Regions from separate parts of the Mus musculus genome. Here regions 2, 3, 4 and 5 are each linked to region 1. Evidence: chromatin contacts called from public Hi-C and promoter capture Hi-C data. All regions are on one chromosome and are shown on one strand. Each heading gives the region's core, a stretch centred on a gene start, on an enhancer-like site or on the middle of the called end of the contact. The rest is flanking DNA. Distances are from core to core; before and after follow the strand shown. Region 1 holds the start of Ythdc1 (YTH domain containing 1). Region 2 holds the start of Polr2b (polymerase (RNA) II (DNA directed) polypeptide B). Region 3 holds the start of Cnot6l (CCR4-NOT transcription complex, subunit 6-like). Region 4 holds the start of Ccng2 (cyclin G2). Region 5 holds the start of Rchy1 (ring finger and CHY zinc finger domain containing 1).

Region 1 (2,587 bases), core at 51-2,550:
CCTCTGTACTAGCTTTTCTCCATAAAAAGGGGTCTTATCACTATAGCAACTGTCTGTCTGTCTGTCTGTCTGTCTCTCTCTCTGTTTTCCAAGTCAAGGTTTCTCTGTGTAGCCCTGGCTGTCTTGGATCTTGCTTTGTAGACCAGGCTGTTCTTGAACTCAGATATCTGCTTGCCTCCTCCCTAATGGGAGGATTAAAGGTATGCATCACCCTTTTCTAGCTAGCTTTTTTTTTTTTTAATAAAGTTCACAATTTTCTTTTTCCCTTTTGTCTTTTTTCTTCCTTTCCATTTTTTTTTGTTTGTTTTTCTTTTGAGCTAAGGTTTCACTGTAGCCCTGGCTATCCCAGTACTGTTCACTCTATAGACCAGGCTGGGCTCTAACTCAGAGATTCCCCTGCCTCTGCTTTCAGAATGCTGGGTTTCAAGGTGTGCACCACCACTCCTGGCGTCAGCACAACTTTCAATTTGTTTACTCAAACCTTGGCTGCCTTAACTAGAAGATAAACTCAGACTTCCTTTGAGGGAGAACACATTTGTTTGTTTATTTTTGAAGCAGGGTTTCTGTGTAGCCATGGGTGTCTTGGAACTCAATCTGTATGCCAGGATGGCCTCGAACTCACAGGGATCCTCCTGCCTCTGCCTCTGCCTCTGCCTCTCCAGTGCTGGGATTAAAGATGAGCCCAAATACCACCCAACAATAAAGCTATTCTTAACCCCTGGTCCTAGAACAATATTTAAAAAGAAGTAGTAGACACTACTAATCAAATAAAAGAAAATTAAATATATAAAAAAGACATAGCCGGGCAGTGGTGGTTTATGCCTTTAATCTCAGCACTTGGGAGGCATAGGCAGGCGGATTTCTGAGTTCGAGGCCAGCCTGGTCTACAGAGTGAGTTCCAGGACAGCCAGGGCCACACAGAGAAACCCTGTCTCGTAAAACCAAAGAAAGACATAACACCCTTTCTGATGGTGTCTCACACTAACCATTCAAGGCCTTCCAAACGTTTCTGGTGAGATGTCTGCATCCTTGAGCTGTAGGAAGCACAGCAGAGAAGCCTAAATACCGATTATCCTCTGGAACGAGGGCGGTTCCCTGGACGTCAAGTTTGCGCGCGGGGCGGGACGACGTGCCGAAGTCACGCCCTCTTACGTCCCGCTTCTCGCTCCAGTCCCCGTCCCCGCCTCCGCCCCCGCCCCGGTTCCCCGCACTGTGACGTTCCGCGAGAGGCACAGAGCGTAAACAGCGCAAGGCATTTCGGGAGCGGGATTGTTTCGCGCAGGAAGCAGGCTCCATTTTAGCGCCGCCCGGCGTCGCCATCTGTGTCTCTCTCCTCCCCCTTGTCTCTGTGGTGGCCGAACCCCAACAGGAAGGCTGAAGCCCGCGCCGACCGAGGCCAGAGAGCCAGGCGGGAAGAGAACCAGAGCACGGGAGGAAGGGTTGCGCGTAGGAAGCTGAGTGGAGCAGGTCAGGTCGAAGCGCGCGGCCCGCCGGACGGACTGACGGACGGACTCGTGCGCCTGCGGCCGCGTCTGCGGCGCCCGCGCGACTCGCGTCCCGGCGGCGGCGGTGGCGGCGGCGGAAGCCGGAGGGCAGCCATGGCGGCCGACAGCCGGGAGGAGAAAGGTGAGTGTGGAGGACGGGGCCTCGGGGCGGCCGGGCGAGGGGACCTAGGAGCCGCGGCCTGCGGGCGAGGCGGGAGGTTAGGGCCTCGCGCAGAGCAGGCGGCCGCATCGTGACCCGCTCCTTGCGAGGCCTGGCCTGCTGGGCCCGGCGTCCTCGTCTCTGCGGCGGCTCCCACCTCGACCAGGGCTTTGCTTCTCTCGTCACTCCCGGGAGCGGTTGGGAGAGGGCTTGCTTTGAGGAACTTGCCCCCGGGCACGTTTCCTGGCCGGATTATGCGGATGTAATGCGTATTTTTCTGAACTGTCGTCTTTTTGGTTGACTTTTTTCGAAAATAACGTCACAGTTAGCATTGTTAGACTAGTGAGTAGACTAGTTTAATTCATTCAGGTGGATTATTAATCATGAGAAATACCTGTAAGTAGCTTCTCACTGATCTTTTGGATAAGCTAAGAATCGCTTCTTTTATTCCTCGAGTATTTACTTTGGAAAGAAAGATATTAGGAAAAAAACAAACAAACAAACAAACACCCATGCCCCTTCTTCCAAAAGTCCTAGCAACGGATCTCCCAGAATAGTGCAGAGTTCTCAAAAGATTCAGCGAGGAATACGTAGGTGGAGGCTAGAGAGACTTGGAAAGATAAAAAGAAAACATTTTAGTTGATAAAATGTCATTTCTTCTGAAATACTATATAGAGACCACAGATGCCAGTATAGGATCCAGACCATAGAAGATACTCGTCTAGATGGGATGCAGTCTTGAGAGAGTTCTCAGCTCTGGGACTATCGCGACAGTCTTAGAAGAAAATAGTGCACACTTGCTGCCCTGCATTTCACAAATCTCTGCTTGTGGCTCATTAAATTTGAGGTGGAGATTTGTTAAGTGGGCTGAACAGTCATTAAAGCTTTTTTCCACTTTTCTGGTCTGTCTTGAGTGGGAATATGTTTAAAGATCTGTCTTTGT
Region 2 (2,587 bases), core at 47-2,546, 9.5 Mb before region 1:
GGGTACTGTGGTCCTTGATGACCAGGAGCCACCACGAGCCCGGCGCGGATGCAATCGTCCCACAGCCGCTTCCGCAGCCGCTTCAAGTAGCCGGGAGCGTCCTGGGGCAGCAGGTCCACTTTGTTCCCCAGCACGATGAGTTGCTTGGGGCCCACCAGCTTGGGCAGGTCGGGCAGCAGGGCGTCCGGCAGGTCTAGAAGATTCACCATATAGAGCACCAGAGCCGGCCCGGGACGCCGCAGCGCTGCGCTCACAAGCTCCAGGTACTGATCGCGGCTTACCTGCAGGCGCAGGGCTCGTCCGTGGTGCACCAGCAGCCAGCAGCGTTGGCACACGGTCCGCGCCGGGCCGCCTTCCGCCTGGGCAGCGTCGCGGAACTTCTCCTCCGGCAGGTAGCCCGGCAGGCCGGGATGCTGGCAGTGCAGCTCGGCTCCGCAGCCCGAGCAGTAGATGCCGCTGGGCGGCACCGAGGCGTCTGGAAACTCCGGGACAGGCAGCGTCCGGAAGCCCGCCCGCAGCTTCTGCTGAAGCCGCTCCTCCCGCTGCTGCAATCTCTCTCGTTCCTTCTCCTGCTGCAGCTGCTGCAACTCCCGCAGCTCCTGCAACTCCCGCACTTGTTCCTCCGGGGTCCGCTCCGGGACGTACTCCGGGAACAGAAAGCGTTCCTCCGTGTCCGGGCCTTCTGCATAGTCCTCGGTCGCCGTGGAGCTCGGGGGAACCCGACGGCCCAAGGATGATGCACGCTGGCGGATGGGGACCTCACACTTCCCCTCCAGAAGCCACCGTGCTGGGCCGTAGCACGCAGCGGCCGGCGCGGGGCCCCGCCGGAGCCCGCAGAGCAGCCCGCAAGCCAGGCGCGCGGGCAGCATGTGGACAGCGCGAGGAGGGCGGGGCCTCGCGCGCGCACGCGCGCTCGCGTCCGAGAAGTTCCTCCCCCAGCGACTAGACGAGAGGGAACTGTCCAACAGTGCGGCCGATTCTCGCACTCTCGCGATGACAGCTCTGAAACTCGAGAGTTCAGGCAGACGTGCAAAGGCACGGACTCGATAGAGCTGGGTGAGCAGAAGGTTCTCCAGTGCTCAGTCCACACGCGGAGCCATTTCTTTCATAAATCTTCAAACAAATCAAAACACGCAGCAAGAAACTTTCATTAGCGTAACCTAACTTCTGGCTAAGGAGCCGTCTGTCCTCAGCGGCAGCCAGCTAGTCATCACTCGCGCATGCGTAGTTCAAGTCCAGCCAGACCCTTTGCCAGTCGTCTGCGCAGGCGCAAGCCTCACACCCCGCCCCCTCGCTGAGACGCCGAGGATTCTGGGAACGTCGGAGACGGACATTGCTTGGTATCGCACTCTTGAGTTTGCCGCCGCGCTTCCCGTCTCCAGCTTTGCGATTCCGAGTAAGAGCTCCAGAAACCTTTGGCCAAGATGTATGACGCCGACGAGGGTAAGTGACCGCTTGAGGCACGCTTCACGCTATAGCCCCTTAGGCGGGACGGCGGGGGACCTGCAGCAGGGATCAGCGCCAGCCGCCGCATCCCGTCCGTGGCGCGCGGGCTCCCGGCAGCCTGGTTCCTACGATTTAGCCCGGGAACGAAGTGGGCTTTGCTAGCGGTGCAGGCTCGGGGTTCACGTTCCTGGGTCGGCTTGATTGCTCCCTACACGGCCTCCCGTTAAATCTGTAACCACCTTCCAGAATCGACATAGCGTAGCTTATTAACTAACATTTAGTTGTTTGATGTTGATTGATTTCATTTATCATTTCAGTCGACTTATTGAATAGCTATTATTATTATTATTATTATTATTATTATTATTAAACGGCACAGGGAATTGAACCCAGGGCCTGTCTGCACATACTCTGCTTCTGAGCCATATTTCTAGGCCCAGGAAGCTCAATTTTTGACCACGTCCTTGTGTTAGACATTGTTAAACTCTGGACGTATTAGGGACAAAGAACGGGTTCTGGGTTGACATTCCTTCACACTGTCTTCAGTTTAAGTAAACTGCCTTAAAAGATGGCCTTAAGCGGTCACTTCCCACGAGATGACAGTTCTAGGATGGTATGTTTTCCATTTTCACGAGGACAAAATGGCTTTTTACTTTTTGTATGAACACTTCTTAGTCCTACCCATTTTATTTTCATGTTGTGTGTGTGTTTTTTTTAAGCTCCCTTTTCTCTGATCAAAAATCATTTTATTCCAGCTCCCAACTTTGTGGCTGTCCTATGCATTCCCCTCCCTCCCCCTTTTCTCATGGAAACAATAGAAGCAAACGCTTTAACTTTTAAAATTGCTTCAATGTCTCAGACCCATTCATACCTCATTAGAATCTATTAGAATCGTTATATTCTTTTTAAAGTTATTCTTACTTGAAGGAAATTTAGGAGCTTTAAAACCATATGACATTTATTTATTTTGTGCATATGTATGAATGTGGGCGCACTCATGGGGTGTACCATAGAGGTCCTGGAGTTTGAATTCAGGTTCATGGCCCTCAGACTATATATTTCTGTAGAGCATATTTCACTCTTCAGATACTTTTAACAGGAGCGTGATGCTCAAACGAAGCTTTCTTACTGGACTGGAGAT
Region 3 (2,587 bases), core at 53-2,552, 9.4 Mb after region 1:
ACCTCCTCAGTTCTGTGTCCACGCCTTTCCCTCTAGGAGGCAGGATATAAGCCATTTCAAATTCACAAAATTGATCCAATCCCACCAACACCACAGGCCAACAAGGCCAGTTTCCCTTTCTTCCTCTCTGCCTTTCCAGAGTGATTTCCAGGGAAGTGAAAAATCTAACCAACGATAAAGTATCCGCTGCAACAACTGCAACAACAAAGAACGTATTTACTCAAGCCTCTGCTCGCACAGCCTTAAAGGACGGACGGAAAGAGGAGATCCGAACCCCACGAATTCCGAGATTTCCTGTTTTGATTCACTTTCCCTCGGGTTCCCCACGCCAGCCTGGGAAGGCCTGCAGTTAGAACGCCAAAATATGCCTTCCTCTCCCCTTGGGAGACGCGGAGGCGGCACAGGCGACCACGATCCGCGTGTCCCGCCCCCGACCCTCACCTGGCCAGGCCCGGGGCAGCGCCCGGGGCCCGCGCGAGGACGGAGTCCCAGGAGCGTCTGGGGAGGCCACCGGGCGCGAAGACGGTTAGGCCGCGCTGCAGGCCGGCGCGCTTCCTGCCGCGGCCCCGGCCTCGGGAACCGCGGCCCGAGCCCCCGCTGCCCGCCGCCCGCCGCCGTGGGGGCCGCACTGCCTCCCGCGTCCACGGCGTGGGTTCCCGCCGAGCCGTTCTCACCTGTGAGGCTCTGAGCCCCGGCCTCGAAGCGGAAGGACCTCGACGCTCTGGGGTCCCCGACTCCGTCCCCCTCCCCACACGCACACGGCCTGGAACCCGCGCCCCCTGAGGCGACGCGGGCCGGCTCCCGCCGCCCGACACACACACACGCAGACACACACACACGCGACACACACGCACACCCACTCGCCGCGGGGCCGCCTCCCGCCCGCCAAAGTCCCAACTCACACACCCACACACGTTCGTCCCTCGCCCACCTCACTTCCCCGGGGAGACGCGCTCCCCCTCGCTCCACTCCCGGTCCGACTCCGAGGCACGGAAACACTCTACCTCATTCTCCTCCGCGGGCCCTGAACGAGCACCAGCAGCCATTTCCCCGCGGCTGGGGAAACACACACACACAAACACGCGCGCGCGCACCAGGGCCCCACAGATGCTCCCCTCCAGACCTCAGACGCAAACACAAACACCCACGCCCGCCCGCTCACCCCGAGGGGCCGCGGCGGCGGCGGGAGGCCGGGCCCCGGAAGGCGAGCGCGCAGGGCCGGGAGTCGAGGCCCGCGCCCCCTCCTCACCTGCATTCAGCGCGCCAGGGTCCGGACGGCGGCGACGGCGGCGGCGGCGGGGCGGCTGCTGCTGGGGCTGCGGCGGCGGGGGAGGCGGCGGCGGCGGTGGCGGCGGGGCTGAGGGCAGTAAAGACATGCAGGCAGCCCGCCGGGGGGAGAGGCACCGGCCGGAGGGGACGCGGGGCGGGCGGGCCGGGCCGGGCCGCCTGAGGAACCACCGAGGCGGCGGAGGGCGGCCGAAGGGAGCGCAGAGCAGACGGATCGGGGGGCGGGGAGGGGGGACGCGGGCCGCGCCGCGCAGGACCGGGGCGACCGGGGCGCGTAGGAGAGGGCCCGCGGTCGCCGGAGACGCCGCTGCGAAAGCCTCGCGGAGCCCGCCCTTGGCCTTGGCCTCCTGGCGCTGAGGCTGCCGCCGCCGCGGGGGTCGATGCCGAGCCGGGTCGCTGCCGAGGCCGGGGCCGAGGAGAGAGAAAAAGAGAGGGAGAAGAGAGAGAGAGAGACGCGAGCTTTCGATGCCTTCGCTCTAATTCACACACGCTCACAACCCCGAGGGCCGGGGAGAGAAGTCCAGGCGCTATCGCTTTAGAGATTAATAACAAGGTGCAGAGAGTGCGAGGAGGAGGAGGAGGAGAGTTGATTGACGTGGAGGGGCTGGCGGGAGTCAGTCACTCCCCGGCGCCGAGGGGTGGGGTGAGGGGAAGGGGGCGGGGCCCCGGCGCGCCGCGCTTCGGGAGTTGCGCGTGCGCGCGGGACGGCCAAGCGCCTGGCTCGCTTCTTACCGTCGCCCTCGCTGGTGTTTTGGGAAAAAAAAAAAAACTGCTTTATTAGATTGAGTGGAGGGTAGAAGCCGAGAAGACTCGTACGATTAGCAGAACCTAGGTGCTGATGCTGGGGATGGGGAAGGGACACGCGGGTGCTTGCACTGTTTCCTGACGCTGGCCCACGCAGGCCCACAGCAGAGCTCAGGGCATTCTGGGTGGTTAATTAAGGAGACCTCAGGTGAGGTGGAACGACCCAAGGAAATGTTTTCTGACGTCCTCAGTGGGTTTCTTGACTTCTTCTTCTTCTTTTTAAAAACAGCATGTGTAAATTGCATGGCGGGAGGTGGGTTTAAAAGCCTATGACGCTCTGCGATAACCCCGTCCTATTTTTAATCCTCTCTCGCGATAAAATTGTATTTGGCAGTTTGCGGCGGTTACGGAGTGAAAACATTTAAGTGTAAACTGGAAATATTATTGGTTACCGTGTGAATGGAGCTTGCTATTTTAAGTCCGGAGGATTTTACTTGTGCCACCTGAAGCTTCTTCCAACAAAGCTAGAAGCAAATTGCATGTGCTCTGCAAGGCA
Region 4 (2,587 bases), core at 33-2,532, 6.5 Mb after region 1:
AGAGATCTGAGGGAATAGAAAGTAAAACAAACAAACAAAACCAAAACAATCTAGGGAATTTTCCTGCCTCCCGACAGATACTCCACTCCGTGTGAAAGTTAGCCCTGCCTAAGGCATCTAGTTGGTTTGGTTTTTGCTCTGCCTTAGGAGAGGTGTCAGCTTAATAACAACGTTAATTATAATAGACAATAAATGATAATTTATGGGCGATCAAGAACCAAGAGGCTGTGGGAGCCTTCATTAAAACCAAAAGCAAACAGTACAACCATAACCTCTAGAAGCACACTTATTAGATATCTATATACCCTCATCAATCTGCAGTTTTTATTGAAAGGTCCCTCCTTTGAACTTTTTATTATGGAAAAAAAATTTCAAGGCACACAAATGCACTCACAATTCTGTAATGCAGTCTCTACTACCCACCGCCCAACTTCAACAAGTCAGCTGTGTAACCAACTAGTTGAATTTAGCTTTTTTTCTTTCCTGAGTCAGATCGATTAAAAAAAAATTATCTCGGTAAGCATCTTGGAATGTTAAGAGCTTGACTGTTTATTGCAAAATACACCGGTGGTACAACTAAGAAGTTCAGGACGCCCTTCTGCACTCCTGGAAACGCTGTTACAGAGTTATGTGACCTCGGATTTTCGGGGTGTGACCAGAGGCGACAGCCTCGGGCCTCGCCTAGACTGAGCTAGAGTTCCTAGGCAGCTGTGGACCCCGGCACGTAACCGAGCACCACAAATGCCACCCACCCAAGCATGCGCAATCCAGACCCCAGAGTTGCTAAGGCCCCGGAAGAAGATAAGAGAGTCGGGATATATTGAGAGCCAATCAGAGGACGCAACAGCCAGTCGGCCAGCCAATCCAGATTCGAGATTAAATCAAGTCCTCAGCAGTCGGCTTGCCCCACCCTTGTCCAATCAGGGAGCCCGCTACTTTGGGCGGACTTTTCAAAACAGCGAAAACAAAACAAATCGGGGGACCTTTAAAAGGTGTGAGGCGTCCAGAAACTGTCTCCTTCCGCTCTCCGATCGGCTCGCTCATCTTTGCTCCCTTCCGGTTCCATTCTGAAATGAGGCTGGAATCCAGATTCCACTCCCTACCATAGATCCTGGCTCCGCAAGGCCAAGAGGAACAGAAGGGGCCAAGAGAGGCTGGGAACTGAGGCTCGGAGCAGGGACTCTTTTTCTCAGATCCACTGGGCGAGCGAGCGAGGATCCCTCCGCGCGCAGTCACGCGCCCCGCCCCTTGGGGGCGTCGCAGACTCAAAACAAAAACAAGGGGTTTGCTCAGCTCCGGAGGCTGCGGCGGAGCCGGGAGGAGGTGGCGGTGCAGGGCGGGCGCTGAGCCCCGCTGAGGAGCAAGATGCAGCCGGGGCTGTGAGGCCGGGCGGCGGCGGGGAGGTCGGATGCGGGTCTCGGGGTGCCGCTGAGGAGGCTGGTCCCTGAGCTCGGAGACGGGTCCGGACGCCCCCGCCGCGCCGGTCCGTGACGCCGGGGCCGACACGGTGAGTGGGCCTCCCGGGTGGCTCTGGGTTTGGTGGCTCCGGGTCTGGATCGCGGTTTGCTTTGATGGTGGAGTCCCCCAGCCGCAGCTGAGGGACTGACAGGGGCTCCAGGGTGTTCTGAGGCTATACGGTGGGTTGACAGCCCCGGGGCTTCGCACCGTTACTGAGCCCAAGTATTAGGCTACTGCTCGCTGCGGGCGTACTGGACTCCCCACTGTCTCCCCAGCATCCCCCAAGCTACTGGGCCGCCCTGTCTCGAGTTGCGGGGCTCGTCAAAGCTGCAGAAGCTGCGGGGGTAGCTTGGAGGTGGGCTCCGCGACGGGCTCCCGGGGCGGGGCTCCGAAGCCGCCTCCTTCCAGTTCTTTGTTCAGTCTCGAGACTCCCCCTCCCTTCTCTCCTATTGTGCAACGCCCCGCCCCAGAACCCGCTTCGGTGGCTTCAGTCTTCCGGTCCCCCGCTTTCCTCTAGGGCCTAGAGTCTAGTTAGAAGTCCCTGCTGTGCTGTCCAGGTGATGCGGACAGTAGGGGACATTACGCTTCTTGGACACTTTTCCTGTACGTCAAACGCTGTCGGCCACAGAGCTGATCAGAACTAGCCCTGGCCAGCGGAGGTGACCGAGATACTGCCCCCCCATGCCACGCCTCCATGTCTTTAGGGGAGGATTCCCCTGAGGCTGGCGGACGTGACCGATCCCCCCCTCACCCGGTTCTGGCTTGCGTGATCTGGGGCGCCCCTAGCTGGAGGGATCGCGGCCAGCTCCTTCTGCTCTCACACCCTACGTATCCGGATTATATTCTTAACCGGCCGCGGTGTATTTGCTGCAGATGAAGGATTTGGGGGCCAAGCACTTGGCAGGTGGCGAAGGGGTTCAGCTTTTCGGATTGTTGAACTTCTACCTGGAACAAGAACAGAGATACCAACCTCGGGAAAAAGGGCTGATCTTGATGGAGGCTACCCCGGAGGTAAATTTGAGAATTGATAGGACTTGGGGGAAGGTGGGAAGGTAACTTTTTGGTTTTCCTCGTACCAAATCAGTACCAAAGGCTAAAAAGTTAAATCCAAAATTGGCCTCACCGTACT
Region 5 (2,587 bases), core at 28-2,527, 5.2 Mb after region 1:
GTATATTTTATATGCAAGCTCTTTAAAAAGTAGCTTGCTCCAAATTACACAGCAAGTTAAGGACAATCTAAACTATGAAGGGAAAGCTATAGGATTCCAAGAGTCAAAGTTTCTTCTCAGTGGGAGGCGACTTCTGAAGACTGAAGCCAAGGCCTTCAGCATTATAAACTCAATTCTAAGGCTGAGTTATAACCCCAGCTCAAATCTCAGGCTTTCTCAACAAAATATTAAAACTGCTTCTTAAAAAAAAAAATCAGGTAAGTCTTAACTGTGTGAGAGTCATTTTTAAAAACTCTAGATGACTAGAACGTCTCAAGCAGGAAAAATGACAGCATATATGTATTAGGCACTCCTCCAATATCCAACTTAATGGCAATCACCCAACTCTCACTTCACACAGACATTTTCTCCTGGACAGGTCTGGGCATATTCCTAGACAAAAAAATGAAGCTGACAAGCCATACTATAAACTTCCTACACGTACAGAAATTATATTCTGATTCTTCCCTTGCTTATGCTTTCATCACTGCATCATACGCACTTGACAGAAATGCCAAGGCCCTTTCACTTCCTCATTCTACTGTCAACCGCAAATGACGGATAAACCCACAAGGGAGGTGAATTTAAGCAAGGGCCAAGTCTTTACAAACAAGAACTTGGCTTGCAGCGGCGATCGAGTACAGAGCTCCTGCTCGCCTTGCCAAAACGTTTCCTGCAAGGAGAGCCCAACTCCAGATGGCAGGTATCCTGACAAGCAGCTCGGTCTGAAGCTTCTGCCCAACCTGCCCTTGCCAGACCCGACCGCAGCTCATCGAGGAGGTACCCTCTAAAGTCGTCACCTTGAGGAGACAAGCTCTGTCATAGTGCTCGCAGCCCCGCGGCCCCTGCGCCAGGTTGCGGACGCCATCTTCCCGCGCCGTCGCCGCCATCTCCTCCTCCTCCTCCTCCACCACCTCCCCCTCACCAGCCACTGAACCTTTCCCCCAGCTTGGAAGCCACGCCTTAAGGAAGCAGAGTCGGTCGGACACCCGCTCCTCCTCGGAGCAGCGGCCACCAGAGTCAGGAAGGGGGGGTCCAATCACGTGATCTGCAGCATCCGGATTTCCGGTCCCTGGTGTAAGGGGTGGAAGCCAAGTGAGACGCTTAGTCCGTCGTCCACGTTAGTCGCTGTCGTCACTGCTAATGGTAGTAAGTCTTAGGTTGGCTCTTTTTCCCCGCCCCGGCATCGCTGCCAGCCCTGATTGCGGGCGAAGGGGACCGCTGCGTCGTCTGGCGGGCGCTGCTGCGAGCCGCCGGCGCCGGTGAGGAGCGGCCCCTCCCGCGGCTGCTCCGAAAGGGGGCGGGGCTCGGCGGCTGCGCGCGCAGGTCCGAGTGCCGGCGGCTGTCCCGGTCTCCTTTTTTCCCTGCGCCCCCTTTAGAAAATATTGTGCTGTCACCCACCCAGGACTTAAGAACGCAAAGTGAAAAACAAGTAGCCACGCCACGCCCCCGTGGAACTCACAAATGGGGAGGGGGAGAACGCCACGGCATTAGATGAGGTCACAACTTCCACACTGGAAGGACAGTCCTGTGTGGTGTCCCTGGGGAAGGAGACGCTCGAGCTGAAAGTTGAATGGCAAACAGTACGCCAGCAGGAGTTAGTGTGTACCAGACCTGTGGGAGAGAAAAATCTGGCCCGTAAGAACATGAGAGAAATAAAGAAGCCTGCAGAGTTTGAATCTCAGACCTCAAGGTGCATAACTTTATGTCCACTCTTACAAAATACCAAGACTTAGAGCATTTTATCAGCAAAACTTCAGGTGTTGGGATCTGGGAGAAGGGAGGCAATTGTCCGGGAGGAGATGCCTTTAGCTTAGCCCTGGAGTTACTAACTCGTTTTAATTCTCTTCCAGTTGTGTTAGGAGTTGCTAAAAACATGGTGAAAGGTTGCTCGGCCATTGGATGTGCCTCTCGCTGTTTACCAAATTCCAAGTTAAAAGGACTGACATTTCATGTGTAAGACTTTGCTGTACTCAAGCCAGATACTTTTAACTTTTTACTAAAAATGATTCTACCAGAGTCTGCAGTTACAAGCTTTTGTTCCCAGTCTTTTTAAAATAACCTTGTTAAATTTGAACTGACAATGGTCCCTTTATAATGTGCAAGTTTCAAGTGCCAAGGAATGAAAGACCAGATAGCACCCCCACCAAAAATAAAATACCCCCACGCACAAATTGTCAGGCTCGTCTTTGCTAATGTTTGCATTCTAACTGTGTTACGGTCTCTACTGTTCATATGTCGATCATCATCTAACTGAGGGCTCTGTTCAAATACCCATACCTTCTTTTTAGAAATAGATGAGGTGGAGTGGTTCACTGTAAACTACATGTTCAGATCAAGGATTATTTAGCTGTGTGAGTTTGAGGATTCTAATTTAGTGTTTAGCCATTCCTGTGACACCCTAGGAAGGGTCTAATAGGATTTAATAAGCATACTTAGGATGTTCGCAGCTTTTGTGAAGCACTGTTATTACTAGGGAAAGATCTAGTTACTTTACTAGGCAGGGAAATAAAAAGAACCTATGTGCTACCATGTCCCAAAACAATAT

What was found. Promoter capture Hi-C pulls out the DNA fragments that hold promoters and counts their contacts. A called contact is a pair of places that touch in the nucleus more often than the background predicts.
Region 2: a contact with region 1 is called in a promoter capture Hi-C map of pre-B cells. The contact joins the promoter of Polr2b here to the promoter of Ythdc1 in region 1.
Region 3: a promoter capture Hi-C map of pre-B cells shows a contact between it and region 1. The contact joins the promoter of Cnot6l here to the promoter of Ythdc1 in region 1. A contact is called at or near these places in 2 of 39 promoter capture datasets (cranial neural crest and pre-B cells).
Region 4: a contact with region 1 is called in a Hi-C map of neutrophils, with 7 times the contacts expected there. The contact joins the promoter of Ccng2 here to the promoter of Ythdc1 in region 1. A contact is called at or near these places in 1 of 39 promoter capture datasets (cranial neural crest) and 2 of 484 Hi-C or Micro-C datasets (CD4 T cells and neutrophils).
Region 5: a contact with region 1 is called in a promoter capture Hi-C map of pre-B cells. The contact joins the promoter of Rchy1 here to the promoter of Ythdc1 in region 1. A contact is called at or near these places in 1 of 39 promoter capture datasets (pre-B cells) and 3 of 484 Hi-C or Micro-C datasets (CD4 T cells, CD8 T cells and regulatory T cells).

Annotation. Positions count from the first base shown.
Region 1 is chr5:86,802,966-86,805,552 of GRCm38.p6, forward strand. It overlaps Ythdc1 (YTH domain containing 1), which reads left to right and starts at 1,301. Exons shown (of 17, transcript NM_001347375.1): 1 at 1,301-1,626. The coding sequence starts at 1,599.
Region 2 is chr5:77,309,188-77,311,774 of GRCm38.p6, forward strand. Polr2b (polymerase (RNA) II (DNA directed) polypeptide B) reads left to right here and starts at 1,297. Exons shown (of 25, transcript NM_153798.2): 1 at 1,297-1,443. The coding sequence starts at 1,425. Noa1 (nitric oxide associated 1) reads right to left here and starts at 899. Exons shown (of 7, transcript NM_019836.3): 1 at 1-899. The coding sequence starts at 869.
Region 3 is chr5:96,160,688-96,163,274 of GRCm38.p6, forward strand. Cnot6l (CCR4-NOT transcription complex, subunit 6-like) reads right to left here and starts at 1,303. Exons shown (of 12, transcript NM_144910.2): 1 at 1,250-1,303. Gm52799 reads left to right here and starts at 1,108. Exons shown (of 2, transcript XM_030254979.1): 1 at 1,108-1,204; 2 at 1,452-2,587. The coding sequence starts at 1,108. The coding sequence ends at 2,068.
Region 4 is chr5:93,266,291-93,268,877 of GRCm38.p6, forward strand. It overlaps Ccng2 (cyclin G2), which reads left to right and starts at 1,283. Exons shown (of 8, transcript NM_007635.4): 1 at 1,283-1,507; 2 at 2,332-2,469. The coding sequence starts at 2,332.
Region 5 is chr5:91,961,791-91,964,377 of GRCm38.p6, forward strand. It overlaps Rchy1 (ring finger and CHY zinc finger domain containing 1), which reads right to left and starts at 1,278. Exons shown (of 9, transcript NM_026557.4): 1 at 840-1,278. The coding sequence starts at 929. It also overlaps the pseudogene Thap6.